Regions from separate parts of the Zea mays genome. Here all the other regions are linked to region 2. The links are chromatin contacts, called in public Hi-C maps. All regions are on one chromosome and are shown on one strand. Each heading gives the region's core, a stretch centred on a gene start, on an enhancer-like site or on the middle of the called end of the contact. The rest is flanking DNA. Distances are from core to core; before and after follow the strand shown.

Evidence for each region. Hi-C and Micro-C count contacts between places; a contact is called where the count stands out from the background.
Region 1: a contact with region 2 is called in a Hi-C map of tassel, with 2.3 times the contacts expected there. The contact joins the promoter of LOC100286386 here to the promoter of LOC541662 in region 2. A contact is called at or near these places in 3 of 25 Hi-C or Micro-C datasets (bundle sheath, ear and tassel).
Region 3: a Hi-C map of tassel shows a contact between it and region 2, with 2.9 times the contacts expected there. The contact joins the promoter of LOC103629493 here to the promoter of LOC541662 in region 2. A contact is called at or near these places in 2 of 25 Hi-C or Micro-C datasets (ear and tassel).

The regions. Positions count from the first base shown.
Region 1 is chr6:83,989,357-83,993,612 of Zm-B73-REFERENCE-NAM-5.0, forward strand. It overlaps LOC100286386, which reads left to right and starts at 1,921. Exons shown (of 6, transcript NM_001159273.2): 1 at 1,921-2,228; 2 at 2,308-2,437; 3 at 3,703-3,840. The coding sequence starts at 1,984.
Region 2 is chr6:83,746,604-83,751,171 of Zm-B73-REFERENCE-NAM-5.0, forward strand. LOC541662 (profilin) reads left to right here and starts at 1,878. Exons shown (of 3, transcript NM_001111415.2): 1 at 1,878-2,147; 2 at 3,131-3,268; 3 at 3,935-4,408. The coding sequence starts at 2,025. The coding sequence ends at 4,069.
Region 3 is chr6:83,565,451-83,569,703 of Zm-B73-REFERENCE-NAM-5.0, forward strand. It overlaps LOC103629493 (ATP-dependent 6-phosphofructokinase 7), which reads right to left and starts at 1,342. Exons shown (of 14, transcript XM_008650598.2): 1 at 847-1,342; 2 at 186-232; 3 at 61-100. The coding sequence starts at 1,128.

The sequences.
Region 1 (4,256 bases), core at 671-3,170, 240 kb after region 2:
TTACAAGGTGGAACCGCTATCCCATAGAACTCCTCCAAACAAACTGCATTAGTTACTTCCACTAATGATTCTTAAATTATTGCATTATATGAAGCTTCTAAAGAACGTGTTTGACTTCGCAGAACATAACTCATTTTTTGTGGTATTGGTCCAATTAATTAACCAACCATATTTTATGTTGCATGTGTTGTTTAGATAGAGGCAAATTATATTAAGAGTAATATTACAAGGCATATTGCCTCAAAAGTGTTTTATCCTCATGAATATATTGCAAACTAAGTATTGTGATAAAATTACTAATTTATTCACAAAATCATTAACACATTCCACATTTTTCAAAATATGTTAAAAGAATAGGTATGAGACAACTTAAAGATTTACAAGAATCAAGAGGAGTGTCACTCACAAAAATATAACCTAGTTAACATTACTGTTGGGGGTCTTTTTCTTACGAAGGTCCTCAAAACACCAAGATAATGGTTGTTTTCTAATATATTTTTAAGTATTATAAGTACCCTTGCTCAGAGTACCTTCGGATGGATTAGTTAGAGGGAAAGAAGCATGATTCGGAATATTACTGTGAAGGAACAATGGACAAAACACGAAGTACGGTGAAGTTGAAGTTCTCACAAAAGTGATGAAGGGAAAAGACAACTTCACCCTCATTGTGTAGTATATCTCAAATGTATAGTCTTGAGGGTGTGAATTATAATTTCATCAAAGTTGTACCCCGTGACTATAAATAGGTAAATAATGTCATGCATAACCTCACTTTTGGAGGGCCTTAAGCTTCACTTTGCTTAACTTTCAGAGTACCTTCGAGCTATATTGTGCAAAGAAGCCGAAGGTATATTTCTGAACTTATGTATACGAAGAAAGATGGAATAAATAATGCTAAGGCTCACGAGATGAGTTTTATACTTTATTGTTCATTATTATCTTGTTTAATATTATTTTATTCACATCTACTTTTAAAGACCTTTGTTCTCAAACTAACACTCCAAATTTTGGAGTGATAACTTAAGGACGAAAGTCTAGATTTTTTTTAACTTGTGTTGTTTGTTTTTGATGCTATACTCTTTTCAATATATGAAATTTTCTATATACTATACTCTTTTCAATATATGATTTTTTCACTTAGAGGTTTTATCGCATGAAGTTTTTAGTGAGGTGAAATCAACATAGGATATATATGTCATATCATCTATTTTTCGCACATGGTTTTTAAGATCATATTAGAAATTAAATAGTTATATATTCCAAGTTGATCTCAACAAAAATGGATTTGATTAAGGATGGTATTAAAAGAAATTAACATTTGATGATCTCATCAGCATAAATGAAGAACAGACACATTTTCAAGAAGACATCAGTTCATGAACCAATGTCTTTTGATCTCTCTCACTTTATAATAATCGAACGGGTAAACAAACCATTTGTTGTCCGTTCCTAGTCTCTCTATATATTTGACTATTAGGACTTTTTCGGTTATTCTTATCTCATATCCCATATAGATTAGATGAGATTAGGAAAAAATTATGAAAGATTTTGACTTATTTTGAATTTAAATCCACCCAATCTCATCCAATCTAGGCCTTGTTCAGTTATTACTATATCACATAGATTGTATGTAATTAAAAAATTAGTAGAGATTTTGACTTACTATGGATTGAAATCTATCTAATCATCTCGGATTCATATGAATTGGAGAGAAAACGAACAGGTCTCTACAAAGATTGAGAGCAAAAGTAAAAAGCGTTTTACGGGATAAACAAGATATTCACCATCTACTTTGCGCTCTCAATCATTTTAATGAAAAAATAATAAAACACACATAGAGAGAGAGAGAGAGGAGCTTCAGCCTCGAAAGCAACCCAAAACTCGCAGCAACGAATTGGGCATATTCGCCCCACCTGCACCCCCACTTTTGGCACTTTCCCTTCCGGCCCCCTCTCCTCGGCGCGATCTAAATCCGGTCCGGCGATGGACGGCGGGGGGCAGCCCCCGGACACGGAGATGACAGACGCCGGCTTGGGCGGCGGGGGGCAGCCGCCGCCGCCGCCGCAGCAGCCGGCGGGCGGGGCCGGGATGATGGAGAACATCCACGCGACGCTCAGCCACGGTGGCCGCTTCATCCAGTACAACATCTTCGGCAACGTGTTCGAGGTCACCTCCAAGTACAAGCCCCCCATCCTCCCCATCGGCAAGGGCGCCTACGGCATCGTCTGGTCCGCCCGCCCTCCCCTCACTCCGATTCGCATCGTTTGTTGTGCGACTGACTGGCCTTCTGATTTGTGACCTGCCCAGCTCGGCGCTCAACTCCGAGACGGCAGAGCAGGTGGCCATCAAGAAGATCGCCAACGCCTTCGACAACAAGATCGATGCCAAGCGCACGCTCCGCGAGATCAAGCTGCTCCGCCACATGGACCACGAGAATGTCAGTCGCCTGAGCCACCCCCGATCCGTCCAGCGGTCCTAGAATTTCCTTTTTTTTAGCGAGGAGCATACCGGAGATCCTCGTTAAATGCTCGCCTTTTGGTCGCATTGAATTTTGGTGGAGGTCGGGGTTAGTTACTTAAACGGTTGACTTCGTTCGCGACAGCTCGCCTAGCCTAGGAGAACATCCCCTCCCTCGTCTTGGCTGGGAGGTGAAGTTCGGGAATACCAATCGTAGCCATGCCTTTTGAGGAGCCAACCACCTTTTGGGATGCTTTTCATTGTGTTCTTGAAAAACTTGAGGGCAGAAATGACGAGACAATCTGGAGCAGCAGTGCATGGTGCTCCTGCCTGCTGATGTCAAAAGTGAGTGGGTCACTTGAGGACCAACCTAGTGCTTGCCTTTTTGCTAGATCATCCCAATGGGATGGGAATATAGTGGCGGATACTCGGTTGGTAGGACACTAGGGTCTTGTGTTAGTAAGTACTGGAAAGACTTCTGTAGACTTTTTGGTATGTTTGCTGATTTTGGACCTTTAATGCGAAGGAGGAAGGACTAAGTCACAGCATTCCCAATTTTGTTGGATTTGGCCAGTCTATGCATATGGTCGAAGAATCGTTTTTAGCATGTCATAGTGTATGTTTTTCATGTCGGAATGTGAAAGGCGGTTACAAGAATGGCCTGCCGTTACAACTTGGAACCTGTTGCATGTTTGGAAGTGAGCTGAAATAAGTTGGATTACGATTAGTAGATTTGTAACTGCTAAATCATTATCTTGATAAATTAAGTAAGCTGACATGAGCCATTTGCACGAATGTTGTGTCTTCCTGTTCCTTTCAGTTGTTCGATGGTTATGCGTAGGAGCAAATCTTCGGAATTCAGATTAGGCAAGGTGCGCTTAGTAGTTAATTAATGTACGTGATTGAGACCGTGTGCATCCTTGGTCAGCTACTTATACCTTGACTTTACTTAACGTGGTAAAACAACATAGAAAAGGGAAAACTGCATGCTTTTCTCTACCTTGTCTATATTAACGAGTAATGTACAGCAAAATTTTAAAATTAAGGACAAAAGGCTGTGTCTTATTTTTGCATTATACAAGCGTTGCATAAATGCTCACTTCGTTTAGCTGTATGCCTTTGCTATACTACAGGGTGGCTTGAATGAAGTGTGTGCTTTTCAGCCTGCCCTGAGCTGTTGACTTAAGTTCAACTTGAGCTCGATGTGATGTACCTTTGAGACATAAATTCATTTTTTTGGTGCAGATTGTTGCAATAAGAGATATCATACCTCCTCCATTGAGGGAGGCATTCAATGATGTGTATATTGCCTATGAATTGATGGATACTGATCTGCATCAAATTATTCGTTCAAATCAAGCTTTGTCAGAGGAGCACTGTCAGGTACTTGTTTCATTCCATCTAAGAAATGCTTCTTGATATTTTTTTTTGCTATTGCGTGGAATTAGCTCGAAATCTGTTATGTTGTTCTGTTTCTGTGAATTGCTTGTTTAACTAGGATATGTTCAAATTTAATTTATCCTGAGGTGTCAGGACATTTGAATATTGAGTATTGACCTAGTAGAACATAAAGTATCAATCACTGTTGATACATATTTGGAGGTTTTCAAGTATTGAGAATTTGACTTGTACAAATCAGATCCATTGTTTTCGGTGGAGTCTCCTATTGCTCAGTGGCCAGTGCTTTTAATGTGCCACAAGTAGGCAGCGTTGTTAAAACACATATATGCTTATATGCAATACATCAAGACTCATTTTATTTGTGACTTCAAGAGAATCTGCTGCAGCCTGTTCGAAGA
Region 2 (4,568 bases), core at 628-3,127:
CGCCGCACAAGATTTTACTCCACCACCTCCGTTGTTCCCTCTAGTTGACCCTGCTCAGTTCCATACTTCTGTGAGTATCAAAGTTCTAGTTCTGCATGATATATATTCATCTGGTATAACACATGCAATCTCTTCTCTATGCAGCGACAATTTAGGGCGACATCCGACAACCCTCATGGATCGCCCAGCCCATCGCCGCACCAGTCCAGCCGCCCACCTCGCTGAAATACTTTGTGCACATGATCTTATCTTTGTTGGTGTTATTAATACTTTGTGAGATAACTTGGTCTGAACTTGTTGATGTTGGTAATGCTTTCTGAGGTAGTTGAGACTTATGTTTGTGAGTGTTGGAGACTTATGTTTGTGTTCAAACTTGTTTGATGTGGTGATATTTATGAGATTTATGGTCTTTGTGAGATATGTGATGTATATGTGATATATGTGATGATTATGTGATATATTTTTTGTTTGTTTGGATGGAATAATAAAAACAAATAAAAAGGGTATGTTGGCCACTTTTGGCGAGTGTAACACTCAGCAAAGAGGTACTTTGCCGAGTGTCACAGTCATATCATTCGGCAAAGAAGGCACACATGGGAACCGATAAAGCTTCTTTGCCGAGTGTTGTGGCCTTAGCACTCGGCAAAGAAGCAACTTTTGCCGAGAGCCTCCTAGTGTACTCGGCAAAGGAACTGACAAAGGAGCCCACTGATGATTCCTTTGATGAGTGGTAGTCCGGCAGACACACGGCAAAGATAAAGTCTTTGCCGAGTGCCACCTAATACGCCCGGCAAAGGAACTGGCAAAGGACACACGATGAGTTTATTTGTCGAGTGCTAGTACAATAGACACTCGACAAAGAGTGAGCCTTTGCAGAGTGTCACCGTGGCACTCGGCAAAGTCCACTCTTTGTCGAGTGTCACCGTGACACTCAGCGAAGTCTCCGTCGCTGTCATCTGTCGCCGTGACGTCGACTTTTTTTTGCCGAGTACCGAGTGGTTGCCGAGTGTCCGACAAAAAATACTCGGTTAAAGACCGTTGCCGATGTCAGTTCACCAAGACCTTTTTTATCAAGTGTCATACTTGATAAAGTCTTCCCCAAGTATTTTCAAAACTTTGTCGATTACCTCACACACCAAGGGGTAGGATCGTGTTGAGGCGGTTTGCTGCTTGTTTCTTGCTTTCGCCGAACCAACGGACCATGAGCGCATAAACCAATGGGCGAGCGGCCGCATATACAGGCCTGCGCGGCGAGCCTCACCTTGCTGGATTTGAATGCCCCCTCGGCATGGTCAATGACCATGCATCTTTGTGCAGAACATATAAAATGCACAAATTAATTAATTAATAAAAATACATGAAAGAGTACATAATTTGTTTGTGGATTATTAATTATATTTATAAATATATTATAGTATATTATATTTTATCTTTATCTAACTACAAAAATAATTATAGATTGTTAACTTTTTTTTGCATTACTGGTAAGATTTTGTCGATTTTATAATTTTGTCTAACATGTTTTATTATCAATCTAAAATTGCAAATTATATGTTAACGAACTAAATTTGTAATAAAATATATGTAATAAAGGTCGTCTAAAAGTAAGCTAAAATTCACGCACCTAAATTTTATTTAGTAAAGTGTTTTTTCTTGACATATGACACTAGTGTTTTCAAAGCTTGTCTCTTAATTTAGGATTAAATTAATAGGCCTCTCTAAATTGCTTTTTATAAGATAAATAAATCCTATTCCGTCTGCTCATCTTCAAAGAACATTTCAATGAAACAAATATTTGGGAAAACCAATGGAAAAAGAATAAAAATAAAAATTGAAAAAGAGAAGTGGAGGAAAAGTAGGGTTCCATTCCACGGCCTGTCGAGTGTCGACCCACAAACCACGCAACCGATATATTCCCCAGCACCCCCAGTCTCCAGCCGTCCAACCGAGACACCGCGTGCGAACCAAGCAGACCACAACAAGAAGAAGCGTAGTCGTCGCCGGAAGGAAAGGCGCGGAGCAAGATGTCGTGGCAGGCGTACGTCGACGAGCACCTGATGTGCGAGATCGAAGGACAGCATCTCAGCGCCGCCGCCATCGTCGGTCACGACGGCAGCGTTTGGGCGCAGTCCGAGAGCTTCCCCGAGGTCATTCACTCCCACCTTATCTCTTCCCGCTCTACTTGCTTAGTTGCTTTATCCATGTTCAGTGCTCCTGCGCTGATTTAGACCCGCGCGACTCTGGATCTGCCCCAGCCGTGCGGCCCGGCCGGATCGGAGCGAGGGGATGTCCGGATCTCGGTCGCTGAGGCGAGATGCGGATCTAAGGCCCCTTCCCTCGGTGACGTGGTTGCTGCTGCTGCTGTTCTCCGGGCGTTTGATGCCAATATAGCTGAGATCAAGCTTGATGATCTGCGTACTGTGGATTTGCTAGTGAGGGATGGCCGGATCGGGCTGTTGGCGTCCGACCTGATTTGGTTGTTCGCTTGAATAGACTTACTTACCAGTGGACAGTGGTAGTGATCGTTCAGCAGCAGTAGAGCAATTTGTTTTACATGTAAAATTTGAGTGGCTGCTAGAGATGCACCAATGGCCGAGCTGCATGTGTTTATTCCTATATAGCGACAGTTGTGTGATTGATCCAAAACGCAAAATTTTAGTTTTCATCAAATGATGATTTCCTGATGCCACTACCTGTGTGTGAGGCACTTATTAAATGAAAAGTAACTTTCGGTTGGGATCTGGGAATCTGTATTGTGTTCCGTGGTTGGTCACAGCTTGTGGCCTGCATTGTTCCATAGGCCAAATGGCTAGGCAAGGAAAATAAATCATGTAATTTGGAAAAAAATAACTGCCATAGTCAGTAGTGTACAGCAGTACATGCTTGTCCGGGCCTTTTATTTCACCATGGTGTTGTGGTATATGGAGTACTTGGATTGTGCGATGCTTTATACATTTGTTTGTTCTAGCAGAGTTTGAGTTTATATTTCTATTCTTATGTAGGGCGTCACGAGTGTCGTCAATTGTTACATCCTTACATCCTTGTGTTCACAATATGATCCATCAACTCTTTCTTCTGCGGTCTCTTATCCCTGTGTTCTCATGTCCATGTTTCCTGCTTCTTGTTGCAGTTAAAGCCTGAGGAGGTTGCTGGTATCATAAAGGACTTTGATGAACCTGGTACTCTTGCACCAACTGGTCTTTTCGTTGGAGGTACAAAGTACATGGTGATCCAAGGTGAACCTGGAGTTGTCATCCGAGGAAAGAAGGTACAGTGGGGAACAGATTGTCTGATAGAAGAAATGCTTTGATCATTCCCTTTTTCGTATGCTTATGTTAATTTTACCGAAAAAACAAACTCAATTCATATTTGTAGTACTCCCTCCATTCTTTTTTATTTGTTGCGTTTTAGCTCAAAAATGAACTAACGGTCGACAAATATTCGAAAGCGGAGGAAGCACTATATTAGTGTTATGATATCTAAATGGATCAAGCTCTTATAGAATTATTACGCAAGAGGAATACTGTATCAAATATGCCTGGATACATGGTCATGATCACTTTCAGTTAATTAATATTCCTGCTGAACTCTGTTAGCTGCATCTGCAAGTTTTTGTAGCATGTATTCAAGATCACTCTACGCAGTGGGCAGTAATTTGTACTGTAGGCCGTATCACCTTGTGGTTTGTGTACGTTGTCATTAAATCATGGTTGCATCCATTAAATAATGAAAACTGACTTGTAACATGGCACACTAGTTAGCAGCGAATCCTTAGACTGCCACTAGTTGATGTACAATAATCTACTCCGGAGTGGTATTTCTTAGTCATATAAGAAATGTTTAAATACTTCCCTCCCACATCTCAGTAAACATGTGAAAACACACTCTTGAAAACGCCTTTTGATTTACCCTGTTGTTTCCATATCCATTACAGGGCACTGGGGGCATTACTATCAAGAAAACCGGCATGTCCTTGATTATTGGTGTCTACGACGAGCCAATGACTCCAGGGCAATGCAACATGGTGGTGGAGAGGCTCGGCGATTACCTGATCGAGCAGGGCTTCTAAAAGTTCGTCATGTTCTGTTTTGGTCATTTGGGCACCAAAGTTTGCGCCTCATTTGGTTCTGTAATCCGTGAGCTCGTGCATGTACTTGGCGTATTGCATGCAGTGAATAATTTAGCTTGGGTTTGTTTGTTGGGGGCAGTGTTGGGGACGGATTTGGATTGGGGTTTATGCTTGGCATCGCGTCGTATCGAAACTCAGCTGCTGTTTCGCTGAGTAATGTACATTTCCCTGGTAATGGTACTTGTGGACTCTGATGCTTTTATGGGAACGAGTGCATTTTACTGCCGTGCTTGGCCGTGCTGTTGAATTATTCCCGTAGTGTATTAAATATTGGATGCACCAGATTGTTTGTCCCATTTACGCATAATTTTCCCGTCATATGTTGAATTATTTACGAATTATAAAATATGTAATTTATATTTATTTTTATGAAGTATATAAAATTTTACTTTTTTGTTATATAATTAAATATTTTTTGTTTTGATAAAATGGTATGTTT
Region 3 (4,253 bases), core at 92-2,591, 180 kb before region 2:
AAGTGAAGTATTTCTTGACAGAAAAAATGTGAGTGGACTGCAAGTTCAGCGACAATTCACCTTCTGGCAGACAGTGTCGTCTGGGTTTACAAAGTATTGCCTAAGGGAGAAGAAAGAGAGCAAGTTAGGTACAACGCAGAAAAGGAAAAAAACAGAACTAATCAAGCCAGCAACTTCAAGCTTACTTCACAACGGAGTATGCCGGGTTATCTTGTAATGGATTTGGGTAGGTCTGCAGCATGAAACAAAAAATGTGTCATGGTCACAGATAGATGTGGTAATAAGCTCTAAATTTTACAATATAAAATTTAAGGATTAAATCACATTAGGATCAAGTTATATTTCTATTTATTTCTGAACTAAAATTAATTAAGAGATCAAAATTATTTGGATCGTCTATCACCACCCCTAGTCACAAATCGGTGACTTCTGAGTATCTCTCAGATTCAACATTTCATCCGTACACTCCATAACTAATGCCAAACCGCCTATAACTGATGAGCAAACTAGAAACCAGAAAAGAGTGGAAATGTTGGGCATGTACTTCGTCGATCACTCAAATGGCGATTGCCAATTTGCTATAGACAAAAGCACTGGATGTTCCAGTCACGAAAGTCCTACAATAAACTGAAAGCCGTAACAGAAGTCGCTGACGACTTTTAAGGTTCTCGGCTTCTAGCAGATTCGCACCCAATCATCCTAGGATTCCACTTTCTCAAACCACGATGCCACGCAGCGGGCAACCTCGCCCTCGTCTCCTCGAGCAACAACGACCGATCATTCAATCAACCATTCACCGCGTCAAACACCAGATCGATCACCTTCGCACGGATCGCCGGTACTCACCGGGAGATCGGGGAGGTAGTCTGACACGTGCGGCACGTCTTCTAAGACATACCCAGCCTCGCCGGACATCAGCTTGACCACTGCAGCACCGTCCATCGCCTCTCCGCGCCGGTTCCGCTCCGGCTCCCACGCGCGGCCCCGCGGCGTGTCCCGACGATCGACTAGGTGGTGGTGGTGGTGAGTGTGGTCCCGCGGGCTCGGAACGGTGATGGGCACGGGCACGCTGGCTACGGGCCTTAGATCAGGGGTCCAGTCAGCAGGCGGCGCGGGCGGCGGCGCCATGGGGAGAGGAGGTAGATGCGGTTGAAAAATCCATTGCGTCCGGCGTCCGGGTGGCTTCAGGAGAGGAGAGGTGGTAGCGATAGGAGCGGCCGGGGGGGCGTGTGGCGACGCGGCGTAACGTCGACCGGCGGAGACGAGCGAATGAGATGCCGGCGGGAACGACGCGGCCTGTGGAGGCGTGGCCGCGTGGGGACGGAGACGATACGGGAAGAGGAGGGATGCGCAGCCTGACACTTGTTGGCGGGACCGGTCATTTCCTTTCAGGTACGGTGGGGCCGAACCGTGAGATTCGTGCTGTCGATGCTGTACGGTCACGTACTAGTTTCGTCAAAAAAAGGTGACATCTGTAATTAATTCTATATCTATCTCTCTATATCTAAACATAAATCCAAATTCGGGCTCAAGCATAGGTATGACTGAACATAAATCGACATCTATCTATTTTTTCTGGCAAAAAATGCTGGTTTTCCATATATTCGTCGTATGAAAAACTATTAAAAATAATAAAAAATCTTAACAAATTATATATGTGTTTTATTAGTTAGAGCATCTCCAACAATGCCTCGAACTAGTGTCTCAAATTAAAATATGAGGCTCTACGTAGAAAAACTACTCTAAAGTGCCTCATTTCATAAAATTTGGTTAAAAATTATACTCTCTCTGTTCTAATTTATAATTCGTTTGACTTTTTTACCCTAAGTTTATCGTACACTTCGCGTGCACACACATGACAACATGATCGTTGTAGGTACTACATAGTGTTATCGAGTACTCTACAACTTAAGTCATAGCAATAGCACACTTGTTAGGCCTGTAATATTGTATACAACAGATTAAATGGATTGTGTCTGAGACTTACCCGTTAAGCCAATGCTATGGACCCATCCGAGGCTTTTAGATGTGGGGTCCAACTTGCAAGGTCATACTAACCTTGGTGGGTCCAGTCACATCCTACTGTCTTAAGATAGGAATACACTTACACTGAACCTTGTTCTAATAGGGCTTTAAGCCCCAAGAAGTTTGGGGCAAGGCTGCATTTGTGATGTGAGACCAAGGAATTTAAGGATCTCGCATGTTGAGTCACTTGTTTTGATGGGCCTTCATATCCCAAGGAGTTTGGAGCCCGACTACATTTGTGATGCGAGACTAAGGACTTTAAGGATCTCGTGGCCAACAACGCCCCCTAACGTCTAAGTGCCATTGAGTGCTCTAGGGCTCGAACTGCCCAGCACATGAGGGCTTCGGGACTTAGACTTATGAGCACCTCGAGATTTGAGGGGCTCGAGGACTTTCTCTCATGATCATCCTAAGACCCAAGGGGCCTAGGGACATACTATCATGAGAGCCTCGGGGCACGAGGGGCCTCGATGGCATACTCTTAGAGCGCCCCAAGGCATGAGAAACCCAGAGGGCCCAGAGCGCTAATCACAGCCCTAGGACACAAGTATCCTCAAAAACTTAGATTATTCATGCTTACGTTATCGTAGGGCACCATGAGTCCAAATGCTTAGAACGCTCTAGGGTTCTATGGACCCTAGGTCTCCTTGTAGCTCTTTACAATATTTAGTGATATAACTATCCCTTCAAGGTGTCTCGATGCCAAGTTACCCGACATTAAGTCCATCCTCTAGCTGGTGGCGGGGAGGTCCCCGTGGCATGGGTCCCTAGCGATGGTCCTAGTAGGTGGACCCCATGGTAGCTTCTTTTATCGAGATCCTTGAATACGTCTTGATGGCTACTGAAAGTTCCCTTTGCCGAGAAACAGGATCTGGATGTCACCTAGAGGGAGTGAATAGGCGAATAAAAAATAACAGTAAAACTTAGAACTTCTTACACTACTCAAAGTCTGATCGCAGCGGAATGAAGATCACGTCGAGTAGGTCGCAGTGAAATTGAAGTTCCTCTCTCAATCTAGCATGCACTTCAAGAACAATTTATACCAAAGATAACTAGTGAAGTGCAAATAGTAAATTAAAAAACAGAGAGATAGAGAACATTGCCGAGCAAAGCACACAACAGACACATAGATTTATCTCGTGGTTCAGCCAAGCCTGAAATGCTTGCCTACATCAATGTCGGAGTTAGCCAAACCTTGGCTTGGAGTATCTCACTCTGTCCTCTGGTTGCACAAATTTGTCAAGGGACAGACAAAGTGAGAGCACCTAGAGGAGGGGTGAATATGCGATCCTGTAAAAAATGGCTCAACAAAGAAAACTTGGTCTAATATTAGATTAGATATGTCAAGAGCCAAGTCTGAATGAAGGGACTGCGAGGAGAAGACTTCTTCACTTAATTGCTTCCATAAGGTGAGTATTGAACTTAGCAATTATATAAGTGAAGTGAGAGAGAGGAATCGCAATAAAATTGTCGGGGACCATAATTAGGGGTACCCTCAAGGCTCCTAAATCTCAGCTGGTAACCCCCATCAGCACTAAGCTGCAAAGGCCTGATGGGTGCGATTAAGTCAAGGATCGGTCCATTCAAGGGACGCGATCGCGCCTCGCCCGAGCCTAGCCTCGGGCAAGGGCAGCCGACCCCGGAGGGTTTACGTCTCGCCCGAGGACCCCCTACGGCAACGAACGCACCTTCGGCTCGCCCGAGGCCCAGTCTTCACCAAGAAGCAACCTTGGCCAAATCGCCACGCCAACCGACCAAATCGCAGGGGCATTTAATGCAAAGGTGGCCTGACACCTTTATCCTGACGCGCGTCCTCCGGTTGACAGAGCCGAAGTGACCGTAGTCACTTCGCCGCTCCACTGACCAGCATGACAAGAGGACAGCGCCGCCTGCGCCGCTCCGACTGCTGTGCCACACGACAGAGTGAGGCTGACAGCAGCCAAACCCGGCCCCAGGCGCCATAGCGAACTCCGCTTCGCCCGACCCCAGGGCTCGGACTCAGGCTCAGCCCCGGAAGACGACGAACTCCGCTCCGCCCGACCCTAGGGCTCGGACTCGGGCTCAGCCCCGGAAGACGACGAACTCCGCTTTGCCCGACCCCAGGGCTCGGTCTCGGGCTCAGCCCCGGAAGACGACGAACTCCGCTTCGCCTGACCCCAGGGCTCGGACTCGGGCTCAGCCCCGGAAGACGACGAACTCCGCTCCGCCCGACCCCAGGGCTCGGACAC